Regions from separate parts of the Mus musculus genome. Here regions 2, 3 and 4 are each linked to region 1. The links are chromatin contacts, called in public ChIA-PET and HiChIP or PLAC-seq maps. All regions are on one chromosome and are shown on one strand. Each heading gives the region's core, a stretch centred on a gene start, on an enhancer-like site or on the middle of the called end of the contact. The rest is flanking DNA. Distances are from core to core; before and after follow the strand shown.

Region 1 (4,802 bases), core at 1,048-3,547:
GGAAAGTCGGCAGACATGGAAAGCACAGTCCCTGACTGTGACCAGGGACTGGATGATGGCACAGGAGGGAGGTGGGGGCTCTGAGACAGAGGTGACAGTTACACAACACTGTGAAGCTATGAAGAGCTGCCTGCTGTTGGCTTTAAATAGTTAACTCTTCGAGGCATGCTAGCACATGCCTGTAACCTCTCACTCAGACAGTAGAGACAAGAGGATCAACAATTCAAAGCTAGGTCGGACTACACAGTGAGTCTCTGTTGCAAAAACACTAAGGAGCTGCTATACAGATGGCTCTGCTGGTCTGTAAGTTCCTTTCCACGTAAGCATGAGGCCCTGAGTTCTGATCCCCAGCACCCACATAAAAATGCAGGTGTGGGGCCAGGCACCTGGAAACCCAGCACTGAGCAGCTGGAGAAAGGGGCAAGCCCAGAGGGCCACGGCCGGCCATTCTAGTCAGCTGGCAGCTCTGAATTCTATGAAAGCCCCTGCCTCACCAGATAGAGTGGAGATAAACGATACCCAGCATCTGCACAATGAGGTCTCATCTTAGAAACTTATTTCTATATGGCACCGATGAGCCAGAGAAGCACAAGGCGACCCCCCTTGAGGAGCAGCACTCAGTGTCTTCCTTGCTGACTGTCTTGGAGAGGCCCCACACCCAAACTCTTAGGGGTGTTTTACTTTCTTCTGAGCACCACTCTTCTAGCCCTTGTGCTTAAGCATACATCAAAGTATCTTTACTAAAATCTCCAACCCTGCGGGGAGGGGCACAGAGACATTGTCAGAACTTTCTACATACAATTTCATATTCAAGCTTGCAAAATGGCCCTTTTCACATTTTTCAGTGTTTCTCGCCATATTCCAGGTCCTACAGTGTGCATTTCTCATTTTTCACGTTTTTCAGTGTTTCTTGCCATATTCCAGGTCCTACAGTGTGTCTGTCTCATTTTCCATGTTTTTCAGTTTTTTTCGTATTACTCCAGGTCCTACAGTGTGCATTTCTCATTTTCTACTTTTTTGAGTGTTTCTCGCCATATTCTCAGTCCTTCCAAGGACCTTAGACCTGAAACCAGCCAGTTAACACCCACACCACACCCTAACTAGAATGACCAATGTCCCTCCCTGGCCCCATGCTCCTGTCTCATCTCTGTCACCACTGCAAAGATCTGCACTGGCAGTCTTGCTTACATGTCCCCAAGCAGGCTTTGTCTCCGTAGGCCTCCCTCTGACGGCTGCCAGCGTCCACCTGAGACAAGTGCACAGAGCACACAGGACAGGTAGGAGCCCTGCCTCAGCTGCCAGCATCCTAGCTCTTTGCTGTAGCTGTCCAGGGCACCTTCCCATTGCCTGTCTTCCTGACTCCCTGTGGGTTCTGTAAAGAGCAAGAATGGAAATGTGTTAATAGCACCTTAGCAGCTATAAGCACGGCCAAAACGTCACGGTGACTCACAGGTGAGCCACTACTCCACCCTACCTAAGACAGAAAAGGCTTCCCTGAATAAGTAACACTTTGGGTACAAAATCCAGGAAAGTCCCAAGCAATGTAGAACAAGATAGTCCCAGTGGTACCGAGAAAACACTTGCAGAGAACAGTACCGACGTTTAAATGCCACACAAGACCCATCTCGAGATCTGGAAGGATAGAGTTAGGTAGGTGTAGTTGATGTAGGCCTGTAATTCCCAAGGAGGCTGGGCTGGAGGGTCAAGGCCAGGCTGGGCTATATAGACCCTCTCAAAAAGGGGGTGCATTAGGGAGATAGGTCAGTTGGTGATATGTTTGTCTTGAAAACACAAAGACCTGAGTCTGACCCCCCAAAACCCATGTTTTAAAAATAGCTAGGCATAATACTTCATGGCTATGAGGTAGAGACAGGCAACTCTCTGGGGCTCACTTGGCAGTAATCTTCGCCTACTGGGTGACCTCTAGGTCAGTAAGGTGGAACTCCCAAGAAACTACAATCAAGGCTGACGTCTGTCCTCCTCACACAGACGCAATGGGTCATCTGGAAACAAAAGCTCTGACTTAGAATCTAAGGAGAGGAAGTGGTCAGTCTGTCAGTCAGGGGAAGTCGCTGACGTCATGACAAGTGTTCATGCGGCACTTCACACTTCCATTCAGATGTGAGGCTCTAGTGAGAGCTGGGCAGAGTGGCTGGCCACTTTCCGGACGGAGACTGCAGCCAGCCCTTTGCTACCTCCAGATTCCTACTGGTGAAATATGGCTCAGCAGGGTGCCCTGGAATGTCCAGGCAGGAGGTCAAGCAAGCCACGATGTGGGTGGATAGACACTGACAGGGAAGTGTGGAGGCGGTAGCAGAGCATGTTGAAACCAGAGAGAGGAAAACAAAGCGCCAGTTTAGCAGGCTCACAGCTTGCTCATTTTGTAATCGCTGGTGAATGCTCATGTGGCACAAGTCCCCAGGCTGGTGGAAGGGGCTTCTTTCGAGGTCCACCCATCCCTGGGTCTAGGGAAGGATAAGGACAAGATTAAGGGGGTGCATTAGGGAGATAGGGTTGAAGACAAGGGTGTAGGCGAGGAGGGGAAAGACCCCATCCTTCCTCTCTGTCATGAGGGACAAAGGGACAAAGACAAGTTGAAAGGATCTGGAGGGCAGACGGTGACTCCTGGACCTCCAGATGTCCTGTAGGCTAAAGGCTGTCAACACGCCCCAGTAGCACCAAACAACCAGCTCTGAGTCCCACGGGGAGATCCACTCAACAGTGACTCCTGCGTGGGCCCCTCCTGACACCTCCCTACGTGGCTTCCTGACATTCTGAACGGATTCTGCCTCTTCCTGGGGCATGAGTAAATTCTGCAACCTTAACTCGGTTTACCCCAAGACAAGTCAGCGACTCCTGCATGCAGAGTTCGGAGCTGCGTGTCATCATAAGAGCCTTTCTAAAAGGAAGACAAAATCAGAGGCTACACTAACCCTGGAAAATGTAGAGGAAGAAGCCACAGGCCAAGGTAGAGCCCCTCTCCCATGTCCAAATGACCCCTACCAGAACAAAGCCAAGATGGCACCTTAACATTGGCCCAAGGACCCACCTGAGGATGTGTCTCATTCTCTGCCATCCCGTATTGTATGTTCTTTTATTGTTGTTTTTAGGCAGGGCTGAGGCTAGCCATAGACTTCTGACCCTCCTGGCTTTTCACCTCCCTAGTACTAGAATTCTAGGCCTGTGGCACCATTGCTGGATTATGTTGTGCTGGGGACTGAACAGGTCTTTGTGCCTGCTAGGCAAGCACTCCTCCAACTGAGCTATACTCTCAGCCCCTCTGACTCCATTTTAAGCTGTGAGTTGGCTCTCCTCTGTGTAATTGAGGCCTGTAAGCTCCCAGAGGGCTTCTGGTACGACAGACCCTGTCTTCTAGGCAGCTTTCTGCCCAGGCCTCACAGGGGCCTCACCTTTTCTCTATCACAGTGAAGTCTACTCCTTGGCCCTACCACCTCTCTCTCTCACACACACAGGTGCACCCTCTCTCACTGGTACACCTTCTGTACAAGGCCTCTTCCTTCCCTGGCCACAGCCCCTTCCTAATTTCTGCTTTCCTCAGGTTCTGAGCTCAGGCTTGGGGACCACATCTTCCTGGCAAGATAATGCTACCCTGACTTGTGGTTTCTTTCCACAGTGGGTCACCAACAACTCAGGGTTCCCTCACTCAACTCAAACCCTACAAACAGAGCACAGGCCTTCCCCCGGCCATGCCCTGTACGTCTTCCCATTCTAGGCAGGCCTCACCCTCTCAAAACAGGGACGCTCCACCACCACGAAGGGAAAGAACGCCATAGCTCTCCACACTCCCAGCAGATGAAAACCTGCCATGTGGAACACAGCACATCTCAGAGTGGTAGAGTCCAAATTCCGGCAAATGATCCAGAGAAAAAAAATCTGCAACAAACCGCAAGTGAGACAGCACAACTAACCATAACGTGGGACCCTAGATAGGACAGAAGAACTGGTGGCATCCAAACGAGATGTGCAGTTTGGCTGAGGGGTGGCATGCCCATGCCTAGCCCTCAGTAGTGTGATGTCCCTCATGAGGAGTCACAGCAGGCTGCACTGAGTGCCGTCAGTCCGACTTGTCCTCAAGCAGAGCATGTTGAAAACCTGACCCCCAACAGTGTGGTTCTGGGAAGTGGGGACTAAAGAACAGATTGAAAAACCAAAACAAACAAACAAACAAACAAACAAACAAAAAACCCAAAAAAACAGATCATCAATGTATCTAGTGACAAGTGTTGATATAAAAGGCAGGTTTAGTGGCCTTCCTCCTCCGCCTCAGTCCTCTGCCACGTGACTTGGTTCTCCCTCATACCGTTTGCTAATGGACTTCCAGCTTTTATAACTGAAAACTAATTAGTTTCTGTTGATTATCATAAGTTTACCCAGTTCTAGGAGGAAGATGGGGGTCAACGGGTGGAGTCCTTGCTTAACACACATGAAGCCATAGGTCTGACTGTCAGCACCTAAGTAAGGAGGGAGGGAGGTAGGGGGATGGCATGTTCAAGGTCATTGTTCTTAGCTATATAGGGAGGTCAAGGTCAGCCAGAGATTCACAATGAGATTGTTTTTATGAATTTATGTATGTATGTATGTATGTATGTATGTATGTATTTATTTATTTTGAGACAGGGTTTCTTCTGTGATGCCCTGGCTGTCCTAGAACTTGCTCTGTAGACCAAGTTGGCCTCAAACTCAGAGTTCTGCCTGCCTCTGCCTCGAGTGCTGGGATTAAAGGTGTGCCACCACTGCCCACTTCTATAAGTCAAGCATGGTGGTACATCTTTAACACCAGT
Region 2 (4,802 bases), core at 1,512-4,011, 190 kb before region 1:
GCATGGGGAGAACCTTATTCATTCACACAGCAGGTTTGGTCCTCCATGCTCTCTCCTCACCTCCCTGAAGGACTGGCCATGCTGGGATGGAGAACCACAGCCATTCTAACGCTCCAGAGAAAGCCCAGACAGTGTCAGTGTGCCCAGAGCAGCCACTTCCTCTGAACGTGATCATTAAGCATTAGGAAAGCCACTAGAAGCATGTCCCAGGCTGCAGGAGTCACAGAACTCATGAAGATGGTGTGGGATGTGGGCCCCTGATGACCAGCAAGCTCCAGGCGTCTGTCTCAGAGCCAGTGCTGGGTCCTTTCTAGTGCCCTGCTTGTGTCTTGGAACAGCCCTTCCAGCTGGGCTCCTAACAGCACCATTGCTTCAGAGGCCCAGAGGCAAAGGGAATTGCCCAAGCCACCAGCAGCACCCAGGCCCCTGCCACCACAGACCACAAAGCAGCTTTCTGGCTCCAAAAAAGTACACAAGGCAGAGTGGGGAGAGGAGGGAAAAGTCAAGCCAGCATGGCCCATCATCCCTCTGAAATGCTTGATGGCTTGCAGAACCACCACTCCTTCCAAAAACTCGGGGAGCCCTGGCCTCTCTGCCCCACCCTCTTCCTGGAAGTAGTTGTGGTCAGAGAAGCAAAGAAGTTTCCTCTCTGTCATCCATTTCAAATTGATGCAGGATGGACAGTTAAAAGGCCCACCTCTCCAGTCCAGGAATGGTCTGTCGTCAATTACCCGTCTCTCAGTTTTCTCCTCTGTATACTGGGGGCAACACAGTACTCAGTGTCAGGGGCTGTCCCTGTAGGATCCCATCACAGAAATACCAGAGACCAGGCACGGATACTCAGGAGCGGCCATCTTCCCAGTCATAAACCACAACTAGCCTGGAAGTTTGGTCCCCATCACTGTGGGTGGAGATGTATATGATGTCCGACCCTCCCCCCTCCCCCCAGCATCCCGAAGACTTCAAGAAAAGTCAGTCTGTATACCCCACTCCCAACCCAGGACGTTTGGCCAAAGCATACGCTCTAGGAATCTTTGTTTCTTTTAAAAAAAAACTTTCATAATAAAGTTTATTACCTAAACTGGCTGTAAAAATATAAAATAGGATATTCTGCACAGCAGAAAAATGAAGCCAGAGACCCTCCCCGACCCCTGGTTTGTGCAAAGATACTGGGAATATGTAAACATGGAGAGGTAGGAGTGGAATTCAGGTCCTGGCCCCAGACACAAGCTGCTACAACCAGGGGGGACCCGGAGGGAGCACCAGGAGGGGAGCACCCCCACCCCTGAGAGGTGGGATGAGGTCTCCAGCCAGAAGTGGGAGGCATCTCACCCTCCACAACCACTCCCTCCGACCCAGGCGGGGAGGGCTCCCACGTGGTTCCAGAAAAATAATAATAATTAATAATAAGAAATAATAAGGCGCCCCCACTTAATGCTGCGGCACAGCGGCAGCCGGTCAGATCTGGAAGGGGAAGGAACTCAGGTAGTCACGGAGTACCGGGTTAAGAGGGATGCGCGCCAGGTTCTCGCGACCCACGGCGGCCACGATGCGCTGGCGACACAGCTCCTGCAGCGGCCGCACGCGGCGCTGGCGCAGCGGGGCCCCCAACATGCGGCGCGGCGCCGCCACGTAGTGCTCCAGCAGCTCGAAAAGGCAGTCGAAGGTCTCGCGGCTGCCGTCCAAGTGGAAGCGGCCGGCCTGGAAGTGCACGCGGATGCTCGTGGGGCCCGAAGCCATCTTCACGCTGAGCGCGAAGAAGCAGTTCCGTTGGCGACTGTCGCGCACCAAGAAGGTGCCCACGGGCTCGGCACGCAGCCGCTCGTGCGCCCCGTGCACGCTCAGGGGTCCCCAATAGAAGCCGCAGGCGTCCAGGAGCGCGCTGGTCCGCGTGATGCGCCGGTAATCGGAGTGGGAGCGGAAGGTGCGGAAGTGAGTGTCGCCAGGGGCTGGGGCTGGGACCGCCGGGCAGGGCCGGGGACGCACGGGGGCCGCTGGCGAGGACGAAGACGAGGACGAGGAGGGCTCTGACCGCCGTCGGGGCTCTGCTGCCGGGGAGATCGCATTGTCGGCTGCCACCTGGTTGCGTGCTACCATCCTACTCGAGGGGCCAGCTGGAGGGGTGGGCCATAGCGTCCGGGGCTGCGCTGATGGGGGAGACAGAGGCAGTGAGCCGGGCGTCCGGGTGGCACAGGCCGGCCAACAGACCCCAAGGAGCGAGAGCGGCACGCAGAATCCGCCCGGAGCTTGAGCCTCGGTGGGCTCATCTGCGAAGTAGGCCGTTCCTGTATGCGGAACCCTTCCAGACTGGCGGTGGAGCCCTGCCTCCCCGCGCGCGTGGAGAAGGGGGCGTGGAGAGGGGCCCGACTCCCGGCCGTCCCCGCTGGTGGCTAGTCGCCTCGCGGCTGCCGCCTACTGGCCACGCCGGGGACTGGAACCCGGGCGGAGGATCAGGGCTCAGGGCCGGAGAGGAGGGGCTGACGGCGCCCCGCTCGAGCGAGGGGCCTCCTGGGGGAGCCGGGGCGGGGGTGGGGGGGCGCCAGAGGCGTGGCATCCTCGACCCTGCCATACAGTCTGCGAGGTTAGTCCTGCCGGGCTCTGCTCCCATCACCTCCCATCCCCTCCCGCCTGCTCCCTCGCAGCTGCCTTGGCTCACCTGGCGGCAGGACGCGGGGAGCCGCGGCTGGGGGCTCCGGGGCGGCTGTCGCGCATGCTCCGGGGCTGGGAGCCGTGCCGCTGCCACGGCCGCAGTTCTCTCTGCTGCTGCCCGCCCCTGCATCAGGCTCTTAAACCAGGCAGGCCCCGCCCACAGGTCCAGCCCACCCCCGCTTTCGGTTTCTCTTTCCGGCAAGTCTTTCGGGTTCTCTCTAGACTCCTGAGGCTCTCCCTGGAGACGGTTCCTCTAACTTGGTTTCGCCTCGCACCTTCCCACATTGGGACCTCTGGGGTTCCGGCTCCAACCGGAATCTTGTGTTCCGTGCCTGGGGTGCTTAGGACTTGGTGCCCGCTCTTTTGCTCTACCTTCGCCCCAAATCGCAGCCCGCCGTGTGGGATGCTAGCGCGGGGCTGACACGCCTCCTCCCCTCCGGGTGTCTGCATTCTTCTGGTTAGGGCTCCGCCTCGCCTGGACCCTGTGCTCCCCAAGCAGCTCCTCCCTGCCAGGGTCCTTCCTGCCCAGGACCCGAAGGCCTTGGCAATCTCGACCCTTCTTGGAACCCGGCTAGCTAGTCCTAGAGACCTGTGGGGCCGCCGCCCTCCTCCAGAGCCGCGTGCGGGCCCCTCCCGTTGGCCATTCGGCCTGGCCTTGGCTTGGGCTTCCCAGGAAGCGGTGGCCTGACCGCAGAGGCTTCAAAGGAAGCCTAAGGCGGTGCGGGAGGGGCGCCCCCGCTCCCGGCCTAGTTCCTCGGAAACCGGGCGGGGTTGGGCTGGGTTCCCAGGGGCCTGGACTCACTCTCTGCACTCTTACTACGTGGGCAGCCGGAGAAACTGAGGCCCCGGGCGGGGCTGTGATTCCAAAAAAAGCTGTAATCCCCAAACTTTTGGTCAAGACTCCAGCAAGCATCTGCCTGTACAAGGGGCCCCGAGCACACCTTGGCTTAGGATCCAGGCAGTCAGACCTATCATTAGGACACTGTGTGGTTTCGTGATTCAGTTTGTCCTGAAAGGCCAGGAGTGGGTGCCTGGCTGACGATGTTTATGAATGAAGGCGGATGAGGTTCGCGTGCAGGCTTCCCTGTGCTCACAGTGACGCACACTGCCCTCTACAGGTTTCTCTGTTAGCTGTCAGGCGGCTCCTCTGAAGCTCTGAGGCCAAGTCCTGGTCTCCCCAGACAGAGCACAGAGCGCCATATTTCATCCTAAGCACAACCAAACTTATCTTGTGGTGCTTGAATTTGTGTGGCTGTGGTTGTGGTGCAGCCATGGTCAGTCTAACCCTTGGTGGGCGATAAAGGCTGGGTTTGTAGCACTGCCTCCCTCTAGCGCGTCTCAGCCTAGACTGGCCTTCAGGTCTTTCTGGTCTGGCAAGCATCACGGATGCTTGTTTGCAGTGCTGGGGACTAAACACAGGGCCTTGTACCAGCCTATTTTAGTAGTACTGGGGTTGGTGAACTCCATCCCCAAACTGTGCTTCCAGCCCAGGCAAAGTGAGGAAAACCTCTTGGGGTACAGTATCCCCTTGGGACTTGGCAGGCTTATTGGTGCTGAGGTGGGTGACAAGGCTGGGCTGGCTCCTGCAGGCCTGCCTCCCTGCCAAGCTCTTGGCAGACCTTTTCAGAAGAACCCTATAAATAGAGGACTCCAGGCCTCCACCTCTGCCTGCTCTCAGGAAATCTCCCCTCCTCCTCAGTCAGAGGGTGTGTCCTCTCGCCCTGCCCCTGGCTAGCCCTCTCCCATCCATCACATTCCAGTGATGCAGTCTTTAGTATATATGCCAGGGATCTGATTGCCTTCCTTCCATCTAAAGTACAGGGCAAGTCAAGCTGTCTTTGGACAACTTGGTTTCAGTTTCTAAAAGTTGTGAAAAAGAAACATGCTGAGCTGTATAGCTGCTTCCTGACCCACCCCCAGGGGTCCAGAGAGCCCAGTACCCACTGTACAGTGGCTGCCATTGTAGGGTCCTGCAGGCTTGGATGCAAAACGTGGTTCCATAGCCTAGCCTGCAAGCCACCTTTTTCCAGCATTCACAGTGTCCTGCTGGGAAGTACTGCCCACTGCCCCTGTGTGATTTTGAAAGTGTCAACGCAGATGGGAGAGGGAGGGACTGGGAGATTGTGCGGTGAGGTAGATAGCCTGTCCCACTT
Region 3 (4,802 bases), core at 967-3,466, 170 kb before region 1:
ACCTATCCAGGATCTGCAGCCTGTGCACAGCACCCAACCATCCAGTGGGAGGAAGAGGGCTTTGAATTGGCTGTGTGGCTAAGTAGCTGAAGATGACCTTGAACTCCTGATTTTCCTGCCTCCACTTCCCCATTGCTGGGATTACAAGCATTACACCAGACTTTTTTTTTTTTTTTTTGGTTTTTCGAGACAGGGTGTCTCTGTGTAGCTCTGGCTGTCCTAGAACTCACTCTGTAGACCAGGCTGGCCTCGAACTCAGAAATCCGTCTGCCTCTGCCTCCCAAGTGCTGGGATTAAAGGCGTGCGCCACCCCGCCCGGCTTACACCAGACTTTTAAATTTGCCTTTTAGCACCTAAAGCCAGTACATATTAAGAAAGAGTATGCGATGTTCCCGCACATGTTCACACTATAATGCATAAGTCACAGTAAGACTATCTACTTCCCTCACACACACACAGGACGGATGTGTGTGTGTGTGTGTGTGTGTGTGTGTGTGTCTGTGTGTGTGTGTTTGCATTCATAAGTCCCTGCAAAGTCAGATACGGACATTGAGTATTGTTCCTTGGGCACCATCTCCCTTGCTATGGGGGGAATCTCTTGCTATCCTAGAACTCTCAGTGTAGGCTAGGCTGACTAGCCAGTGGGTCCCAGGGCTCTTCCTGCTTCTGCCTCCATTGCAAGTACATGTCACCACCCCTGTGTGCCTAGGTCACACATGGGGCCTCATGCTCGCAAGGTAAGTGCTGTACTGACTGAGCCATCTCCCCAGCCCTTATTTCTTTATGGTAGAAACATTTGCTCTTTCTGGGGGTGTTTGAGGACACACAGTTTGAGAGCAAGAAAAGATCAAGCCAGAAGTGTGGGTGGCACATATACTTTCAGTCCCAGAACTCAGAAGGCAGAGACAGGAAGGTCTTTGTGAGTTCAAGTTCAAGGCCAGCTGGGGCTACAAGTGAGACCCTGTCCCCAAAAACAAAACAAAAACAAAAAACAACAAAAAAAAAAATCAGGCATAGTTGCTATTGCCTATAATCCCAACACTGAAGACTGAGGCAGGGCTGGGCGGTGGTGGTGCATGCCTTTAATCCCAGCACTCGGGAGGTAGAGGCAGGCGAATTTCTGAGTTTGAGGCCAGCCTGGTCTACAGAGTGAGTTCCAGGACAGCCAGGGCTACACAGAGAAACCCTGTCTTGAAAAAAAAAAACAAAAACAAAACAAACAAACAAACAAAAAAAAGACTGAGGCAGGAGAATTGTCACAAATTCAAGGGCAGCCTAGGCTATACAATGAGATCCTAACAAAGCAAAGGGCCAGGGGAATGGCTCAGTGAATAAGGTGCTTGCTTTGTAAGTATGAGGACCAGAACCTGGACCTTCAGAACCCAGGTAAACTAGGCAGGTGTGGGCACTCAGGAGGCAGTGATGGGGATATCTGGGGCAATCTGGCAAGTTAGACTAGATGGGATTGCCAAACTGAATTAAAGGAGAGACCATGCATCAAAAAAGTGGAGTGTTACTGAACAACCTCAGCCCTTCACATGTTCACACATATCATGTATCCACACACATGCATGTAGACGCATACATGCTCAGACAGATGGTCGTGCACCTGGAGAGATGGCTCGTACCACCAAGCTCGATGACTGAGTGTAATCTCCAGGACCCACGAATGGAAGAAGACTGACTCTCACAAGTTGTTCTCTGATCTTCTCACTCTCACTGCCGTTCACGGATGCTCATGCACATAAGCACACAAAAAATATTAGTGCGATAAAGTTAAGACAAAGGAAGTTCAGTGCAATTGGGAACACGAAGTTTGATCGTTTCAGGCTAGCCTTGGCAACATAATGAGACTGTTCCAAAAACAAAACAAAAACAAGCAAACCAGGAAAAGGTAACATTTTAAGAAGGCAGAGTCTTTGGCTAAATAGTGTGCTGGGGAGATTTAGAATGGCCATGAAGGAACCTTCTGGAACTCATTACCAGGGATCTTTCTGTGACTGGTGAAATAGTCAAATAGCTCATAGGTATTCTTGTGTGTGTTTCTCAAGGACAAGCCAGCCAGGTCCCTTCTGTGGCCCTGCACACCTACAGGTCCCATAAGTCACCCATCTGACAGGAAAGAGAAACTTAAGTGGCCAACTGTGGCTCATTTGCACTTGCTCTGTGGTTGGTTGCCACAGCTGGCTGCTCTAAGTGAAGAAGGCAGCAGTTCACGGTAAGCTATCAGCACGTGTGCACAGTGTTCTGCACCCTAGGACAGCTGCAGCGCCTGGGGGAAGCCAGGACAGTGGCAGAGCTGGGGGAACCACCAGGCAGTATCCACAACCCCTCCCCGCCCCCTGCCCAAAGCAACAACCTACAGTGGGGACTCGGTCTGAGCCAGGGCCTCAGTTTCTCCATCTGCAAAGGGGCAGTAAAGCCCTTGTCTTGAAGTCTAGCAGTAGAGTGCCCATGTCGTGGTACTGGTATACAGAATTTCAGAACAAGAATACAGAAATACAAATGAAACGATTGTTTCTGAATTAAAGTAGAAGAAAGCAAGCCAAGCCCTGCCCGACAGTCTCATCTGAAAAGAGAAGAAAGCTGGGGTGAATGTACTCTGCGTCTCCTATTTATTGCTATTCAGGTTGGGTTACAGGAAGGGAAACAAACACAAAACAGCCTTTGTCCTGCAGGTCACAATGTGTGTGGGTACTAGCTTGCAGTTAAAACAGTGTTTCGATGAGAGCTGAAATCTCTCTGGGACCCATTTAGAGCTGGCACTTTCCAAGCACTTGTGAGGAGACCTTTCTGGAGCACGTGTGAGCACAGGTCTCCAGGCCCAGACACGGGCATTCACTGTGAAGAGAAGCAGTGCAGGCTTGTCTTCCTCACCTCTACCTTTCAGAAAAAATGTTTAGGGTTGGTGTCACCATCTCCAGTCCAAAGAGGGGACTCCAAACCTAGTCCTTTCTGGTTCAAAAAGGTGTCTGACTGACAGCCTCAGCTCCAAGCCCTGGAGATGCTGATGTTAGCTGAACCAGTTGAGGCTGGCAGAGATACCTGCATTGGACTTTGAGAAGATGGGCTACAGTTACCAGGACCTAGAGATGTGAATGAGCCTCGTGATGAACACAAGTCTCTCCAAGGCAAGGACCGACTAAGTCCTCAGCTGCAGACCCCAAGCTGGGCCAGAGCTCACAGAGAAAGGAAAGGAAGCTATCAGGTAGAAGCAGACAGCCAAGCTTGTCTGAGCCTCCATCTCCACATCCACCAGGATCAGCAGCAGGAACTTTGCTAGCTTCATGTAAGGACCAAAAGCAACAAAGTGGGCCAGCATATATGAACAGGAGGTAGAGGACTGTGACTGTACAGGGTGCTTCCTTCCTGTCCAGGCTCTGTAGTGTCTGCTGGGTACAGGTCTTGGCCTCTCTCTGATTCATCTAATTCACACTATGGGGCTGTGGCAATAAAACTTAGTCCTAGTATGAGGACCCACGTTTAATCCCAGAACCTACATAAAAAGCCAGGAGTAGTGGTACCAGTATGGGGAAAGTAGAGAGAAGGGGGATGGGGTTTGCTGGCCTAATCTGTGAGCTCCAGGTTCAGAGAACCCTGTTTCAAAAACTAAGGTGAGGCGTGACTAGGGAAGACCTCAAATGTCTGGCCTACACACCCGTGTGTACACATACCATACAGACTAATTCACATTCCATAGATAGTTACTCCGTGCTGGGGGTGTGTCGGGAGCTCCCTGCCTCAGTCTCCTCATCAGTAGAGAGGCCATGGTATTGTTGCTTGCCTTACACAGGTGCATGGGAGAACGTAATACCTTTCCAGTTAGCAGATGGTGGCTTGCTGGTCACGGAGGCAAAGAGCAAGTACCTGTCAGGTGCGTTTCAAAACATTTTTCTCAGATGGGCCAAGCCTACTCAGTTCTCAGCTTCTCTGCCTCTGTGGCGGCATGTCCAGGATGCGCATGACTACTCTGCACCTTTTCCTCCATAACTGAAAATAACTTGTCCCCAGCAGGGTCGCAGTCTTGGGCACTGTGCCTACCAAGCCCACTGGAAGGTCAGACATTACTGGGTTTTGCTAGGTCATAAGCCTCCTCTTAGAAGGAAAGTTCTAGAAACTAATGATCGCCAGCAAACAGAGGCCCTCTAAAGACAAACCTTCCATTCTCAGTCACTTTGGTCACAATGTCTCTGAAGCGTGCGTCTTCCACTCTCTTCCAAGGTAAGGAGTGCAGGCCCCATAGGTTCCACAGGTGCACACGACTGTCTGGGAGTCCTCTGCAAGCAGAACAACATGGCCACCGTAAGTTAATCTCCCTCCCATCTAAAGTTTCCAAACCATGGATCACCATACCTGCAGCCCAGAGAAGCCGAATGATTTGTTCAAGATCACGTAGCAATTGATTCAAAATCACAGGGTGCTTAATAGTCCCCCCAAATTAATGTAACATATCAGCGAGGTCCCCAAAAGGCACAAAGCCATAGCTGTATCACGAACTCAAGTCCTGGGACAATGGCAACAAATGACACCAAACTGGGTGGTTCCAGTGGCAGAAGTGTCATCTATGGTTAAAGATTAAGGTGTCTGCCAGCTCTCAAAGTTTTGGCCAGCTTTTGCTCAAGAGGCAGAGACAGACAGATCTCTAAGAGTTTGAGAGTAACCTGGTCTTTGTAGTGATTTTCAGGACAGCCAGAGCTACAAAGTGAGACCCTGTCTTGGAAAAAAAAAAATCTGAGCACATCCTGTCTCCCTCCAATTAAGATTACCATGAGAGTACGGACGGATCTTTGGAGTTACTACAT
Region 4 (4,802 bases), core at 588-3,087, 140 kb before region 1:
GATCACACAAAGTAATTGGTAGGCCACCTCGTACATTTATCATTTCCTGATCAGCTGTAATCAATCACAAACATGGGTTTTTAGTTCAGTGTTCAGTATTGCTGATCTCAGAATACTACACTGTGTAAGAAGACTTAGTGATAGCCGGGCAGTGGTGGCGCACGCCTTTAATCCCAGCACTTGTGAGGCAGAGGCAGGCGGATTTCTGAGTTCAAGGCCAGCCTGGTCTACAGAGTGAGTTCCAGGACAGCCAGGGCTACACAGAGAAACCCTGTCTCGGAGAAGGAAAAAAAAAGAAGAAGAAGACTTAGTGATAAATTAGTCACTCAAAGGTGGCAAGTTTTGTTTGTTTGTTTGTGTTTTTAAAGATATTTTGCATTTATTTACTGTGTGTGTGTAGTGGGAAGAGTTAGGATTCAGACTTGGGACAAACAGCTGAGGTGCATTTTTTACAAACCAAAGTGGACTTCATCTCCAGGTTCTCCCATCCTTCCAGCATCCCTTAGTTCCTACCTTGCACCTTGTATACCCACCTGTCTCTCTCTCCCTCTCTGCATTCTCTCTCTCTCCCTCTCTGCATTCTCTCTCTCTCCCTCTCTGCATTCTCTCTCTCTCCCTCTCTGCATTCTCTCTCTCTCTCTCTCCCAGCACATGCACACTCTTTCTCTACCCCCTCCCCTCTGTCTTCCTCCCCATGTCGACTTCCCTGGCCTCCTTCCTTGGGACCAGAGAACCGACCCAAGAGCGGCTTCCCCATAAGCCTGCCTTTGCGTACTTCGATTTGGCTTGAATTGACTCATTTCACCAGCAGAGAATAACTTACCAGGATGCACGTGTGCCGCAGCGCACTTGTGGAAGTCAGAGAACAATTTATGGGAGTTAATTCTCACATGGGTTTTGGGAATGGAACTCTGATCTGATATCAGATTTGGTGGCAAGTGATTTTGCCTGGTGAGCATTCTTGCTAGGTAAACACTCTCCTATAGAGCAATATCCCGAACTGAAAGAGGAAATTGTTTAATTTACTTGTTATGGTGTTTCCAGGAAGGGCTCTTGTATACCAGGTTGGACTCCAATTCACTCTGTGGCTAAAGATGACCTTGAACTCATCTTCCAGCCCTGGTGAGTGCTAGAGTTAAATAGGTGTGAACCACCAAAATTTGTTTTGATACTTTTTTAATCGTTAAATTCAAATAAGTGTATTTATTTTCTTTTTAAAGATTTCCCCTGATAAAACTCTTATAATTTCAGGAATACTGTGTGTGTGTGTGTGTGTGTGTGTGTGTGTGTGTGTGTAGTCTGGGCACAAGACCAATTTCTAAAGATGCTTGATATCTTAACCAAAGTTACCAGCGCAGCGCATATTCAGCGTCATCTCTGAGGTATTAAAAGAGTACAACCAATCCATTCATAAATTTGTGTTTGGGGCCATGCTTAAACTATTCCTCTGGAACTCTCTCTCCTGTGTGTAGATGTGATTTCGTATCAAAAAGGTCCAAGGGATCTACTTGCATCTCGGCTTTTCGTGTGGTAATGTTTTGCTAAGGGTGCACATTTTATTTCGGCTCTTAAAATTAATCGATCATCTACAACTACTGTTGAGTGCGTCTTATTTTTTAGTAAACTGGAACGGAGACATATGGCTTAAATCGTTGCTCTTCCTTAGGAGAGGAAATTCCGTATCTCCCTGCATTTGTTAGCGTATCTATTTTCTATTTAATTCAGTTGAATCTTTCAGCTTCTGGCGGTTACGCGGCTGTCCCGCCCCCATCCATTGGCTGCCTCGGGCAGGCGCGCTCTTGATTGGCTGCCGCTCGCCAAACCCCCGCCGTCCGTCAGAGTTGGCGGGAAAGCGGTGGTGGCGCAGCATGGCGGCTGCGGCGTCCGAGTCGCTGTCCTCCGGTGGCCCCGGGGCCGTGCGGCTGCCGCGCTTGCCGCCACTCAAGGTACTGGCAGGACAGCTGCGGCGGCACGCAGAGGGTGGCCCGGGCGCGTGGCGGCTGTCGCGGGCGGCGGTGGGCCGCGCTCCGCTGGAGCTGGTGGCCGTGTGGATGCAGGGTACCGTGCTGGCGGCGGAAGGCGGCCAGGCCCGGCTGCGCGACTCGAGCGGAGCCTTCTCTGTGCGCGGCCTGGAGCGCGTACCACGCGGCCGGCCCTGCCTCCTCCCAGGTAACGTGGGCGGGACCGGCTCTGCAGGTCCTCCCCGGGGCGGGGCGGGGCGGGGCGGTCCCACCTCCAGGCTCTAGCCCTCCTTCCTGGCCCAGCCCCTGTCAAGTGACTCCCCACCCATCCTCTTGGATGACAGCAACACCTATCCCCGCTTTCTAAGATGTAGGTTCCAGCCGGGCCTGGAGGTACACATCTTCCATCCCAATACTAGGAGTCTGAGGCAGGAGGATGGCAAAGTTCAAAGCCTGACTGAGCTACGAAGTGAGTTTAAGGCCAACGTAAGGCAACTCAGTGAGAGCCTGTCTCAGAACAAAAAGTAAAGAGGGCCTGGGGTGGGAGCACTTCCTAACATTGATGAGTCCTTGGGTTTAACCCAGACAGCGAGAATAGTAAACAAGTACATCTACTAAAACGCCTGTAGGTTCCCGAGGCTATCCCACCTTCCCAGTTTTGAGCCTTGCAATTCTGTGTCACAGTTCTATCCCTGTAGATGTTTTTCTCATTTTTCCCCGTATGTTTTGAAAATAATTTCTCAGGAAATGTCTGCTTGTCTTTTTCTCTGTGTGTGTGTGTGTGTGTGTGTGTGTGTGTGTGTGTGTGTGTTTTTAAGGCAGTGTCTAGCCTAGACTGACCTAAAATTCATTGTGTAGCTTGGACACCCGGGCTTCCTGCTTCCATCTCCTGAGTGCTAGGATTCTAGGCATATGCTGCTCCATCTGGTTCATACGCTGCTGGGAATCAAACTGGGGGCTTTGTGCATGCTACGCAAGCAATCCCAGCCCTAAGTCTGTACTCATATTTTTGTTTGTTTGTTTGTTTGTTTGTTTTTTCGAGACAGGGTTTCTCTGTATAGCCCTGGCTGTCCTGGAACTCACTTTGTAGACCAGGCTGACCTCGAACTCAGAAATCCACCTACCTCTGTCTCCCTAGTACTGGGATTAAAGGCATGTGCCACCACGCCCAGCAGGTTTTCTGAGTCTTAAGAGTTGTTTCTAATACCCTCTAAGGAGATGCTGATATTGCAGGGTTTGAGGCTGCCCTTTGAGCTACTGCAGTTCTTGCACTGTGGTTCTGATAGCTTGACTCTAGCATCTGGTCCAATGCCTGGCACTTGTGTGTTCTGAGAAGCAGATGTTCTGAGACCGGCATCAGGTACCTGGAGCCTCATCTCATTAGGAAACACATATCATACACAGGGCCTCGTGAACTGCGTGGTTGCACCTGTGACCCAGATAGACAAGGCCTGCCTATACTTGACTCTGAAGCTTCAACACAGGCTCCAGGAGACTTCTAAAGGAAGCCTACAGATTCAGCAGGCCTGCCTTTCCATGGCTTCCTTCTCTGTAAAAATCAGCCCTGCCTCTCTAAAGAATGCTTCCTGCTCAGAAAGTCTTGAATTCTGTCTAGAGGCAGAGTCAGGGTCTCTGACCTAGGCTATTTTTTTTTTTTTTTCCAAGACAGAGTTTCTCTGTGTAACCCTGGATGTCCTGGGTTTACACTCTGTAAACCAGGCTGGCCTCGAACTCAGAAATCTGCCTGCCTCTGCCTCCCCAGTGCTGGGATTAAAGGCGTGCGCCATTATATCTGGCCTATGTTTTACATTTTGACATGTCTACAAAAAAATCCTGATGTATGAAATGTATATGCAGTTTGAAATCAGCATCTACAAAGTGAAGTTTTATTGGCCTGAAATGCATTTGTAATTTGCAAAAGGTTAGGGTCACCATCTCACTGTACTGACATGGCTTAGCAGTTGTGACAGCAATCATTCCTATGACCCCAAAAAAGCCTGAGTTCTGTAATCTGCTCCCTTACAGAGAAAGTTGACTGCCCTTGGCCTTAACTTTGACTTTGCTTAAATTCCATGTTGTTTGGTGTCCCAGCCCAGGCAATGTCCCTTGAAAGCAGCTTTGAACAGTGTCTCAAGCCTAGTTCCAACACTGGAATAAGCCTGCCATCTAGCAGATGTCCCTGTGTTGGACTGAAGCTATTGGCCTCACCCTCTAGCCTGTATGCCCAGGGCCAGGGCCAGGGCCTGTGCTGTTTCTTCTTGCTCATGAATCATCTCGGGAGCAGCCAGGGATGTCCACAAGGCACCGTTGTAGACGTGAACCCAGGGTGCATGTGCACAGAGTGATGACAGCACTTTTTCTTGAGTGTTGCTCATGGTGCCTGCCTCAGTGTTAGTCAGGTAGAAAGCAAAAGCCTACTATGTGCTGCCACTGCTGGCCTCAGGAGACCTGGACCTCAAACCACAGAGCATAAAGAGGCTTTTTCATTCATCTAGCTTGATGGTTCATCTGGTATTTATTTGGGGACAGTAGATACAGAAATAGGCACAGGAGAAGGATACATGTTCAAGGCTCAAGGAGGTCAGGGAAGGCTTCCTGGAGGAGACAGCCCTGAAGGCTGTCTTGTAGTTGTCTGTAGGAACTAACTCTCTTGGGCTGCTGGGACTCAGAATGTCAGAACTCTTGACATCCTGTGTCTGTGTATAGTGGTGGATTGTCTAGCTCCTTGAACAGCATGGGCAAAGGCCAGGAGGTGGGGAACAGAGCACCATGGGCAGTATTGAAAGGCTGAGTTTGGGAAGGACCTGCCCACACTGAGTGATCTTGATGGCTGCTGGCCTG

The links. ChIA-PET counts read pairs in DNA pulled down with a chosen protein or histone mark. HiChIP or PLAC-seq counts read pairs in DNA pulled down with a chosen protein or histone mark.
Region 2: an HNF4G HiChIP or PLAC-seq map of pancreatic cancer cells shows a contact between it and region 1. The contact joins the promoter of Socs1 here to the enhancer-like site in region 1. A contact is called at or near these places in 11 of 39 promoter capture datasets (the 3T3-L1 cell line, 3T3-L1-derived adipocytes, cranial neural crest and 6 more), 5 of 484 Hi-C or Micro-C datasets (liver, muscle stem cells, natural killer cells and 1 more), 2 of 115 datasets of contacts at active chromatin or transcription factors (memory CD8 T cells and pancreatic cancer cells) and 3 of 9 other capture datasets (adipose tissue, liver and pancreatic islet).
Region 3: an RNA polymerase II ChIA-PET map of memory CD8 T cells shows a contact between it and region 1, with 9 read pairs. The contact joins two enhancer-like sites. A contact is called at or near these places in 11 of 39 promoter capture datasets (the 3T3-L1 cell line, 3T3-L1-derived adipocytes, cranial neural crest and 6 more), 2 of 115 datasets of contacts at active chromatin or transcription factors (memory CD8 T cells and pancreatic cancer cells) and 3 of 9 other capture datasets (adipose tissue, liver and pancreatic islet).
Region 4: a contact with region 1 is called in a FOXA1 HiChIP or PLAC-seq map of pancreatic cancer cells. The contact joins the promoter of Rmi2 here to the enhancer-like site in region 1. A contact is called at or near these places in 10 of 39 promoter capture datasets (cranial neural crest, embryonic stem cells, frontonasal cranial neural crest and 6 more), 2 of 115 datasets of contacts at active chromatin or transcription factors (memory CD8 T cells and pancreatic cancer cells) and 1 of 9 other capture datasets (adipose tissue).

What each region holds. Positions count from the first base shown.
Region 1 is chr16:10,974,239-10,979,040 of GRCm38.p6, forward strand. The region is part of intron 1 of Litaf (LPS-induced TN factor); the gene reads right to left. Among named protein-coding and RNA genes, the nearest start is that of Litaf, 16 kb to the right of the region's middle. Within about 2 kb of position 2,298, at least 163 of the 459 cell types and tissues checked have an H3K27ac peak or open chromatin away from gene starts, as enhancers often do. A contact at or near this core is called in adipose tissue, hematopoietic stem and progenitor cells, liver and 5 more, where this site is marked.
Region 2 is chr16:10,782,775-10,787,576 of GRCm38.p6, forward strand. Socs1 (suppressor of cytokine signaling 1) reads right to left here and starts at 2,762. Exons shown (of 2, transcript NM_009896.2): 1 at 2,657-2,762; 2 at 1,034-2,147. The coding sequence starts at 2,097. The coding sequence ends at 1,459.
Region 3 is chr16:10,804,110-10,808,911 of GRCm38.p6, forward strand. No RefSeq gene overlaps it. Among named protein-coding and RNA genes, the nearest start is that of Prm1, 9.7 kb to the left of the region's middle. Within about 2 kb of position 2,217, at least 42 of the 459 cell types and tissues checked have an H3K27ac peak or open chromatin away from gene starts, as enhancers often do. A contact at or near this core is called in memory CD8 T cells, where this site is marked.
Region 4 is chr16:10,833,222-10,838,023 of GRCm38.p6, forward strand. Rmi2 (RecQ mediated genome instability 2) reads left to right here and starts at 1,838. Exons shown (of 2, transcript NM_001162932.1): 1 at 1,838-2,169. The coding sequence starts at 1,869. It also overlaps the pseudogene Gm17913.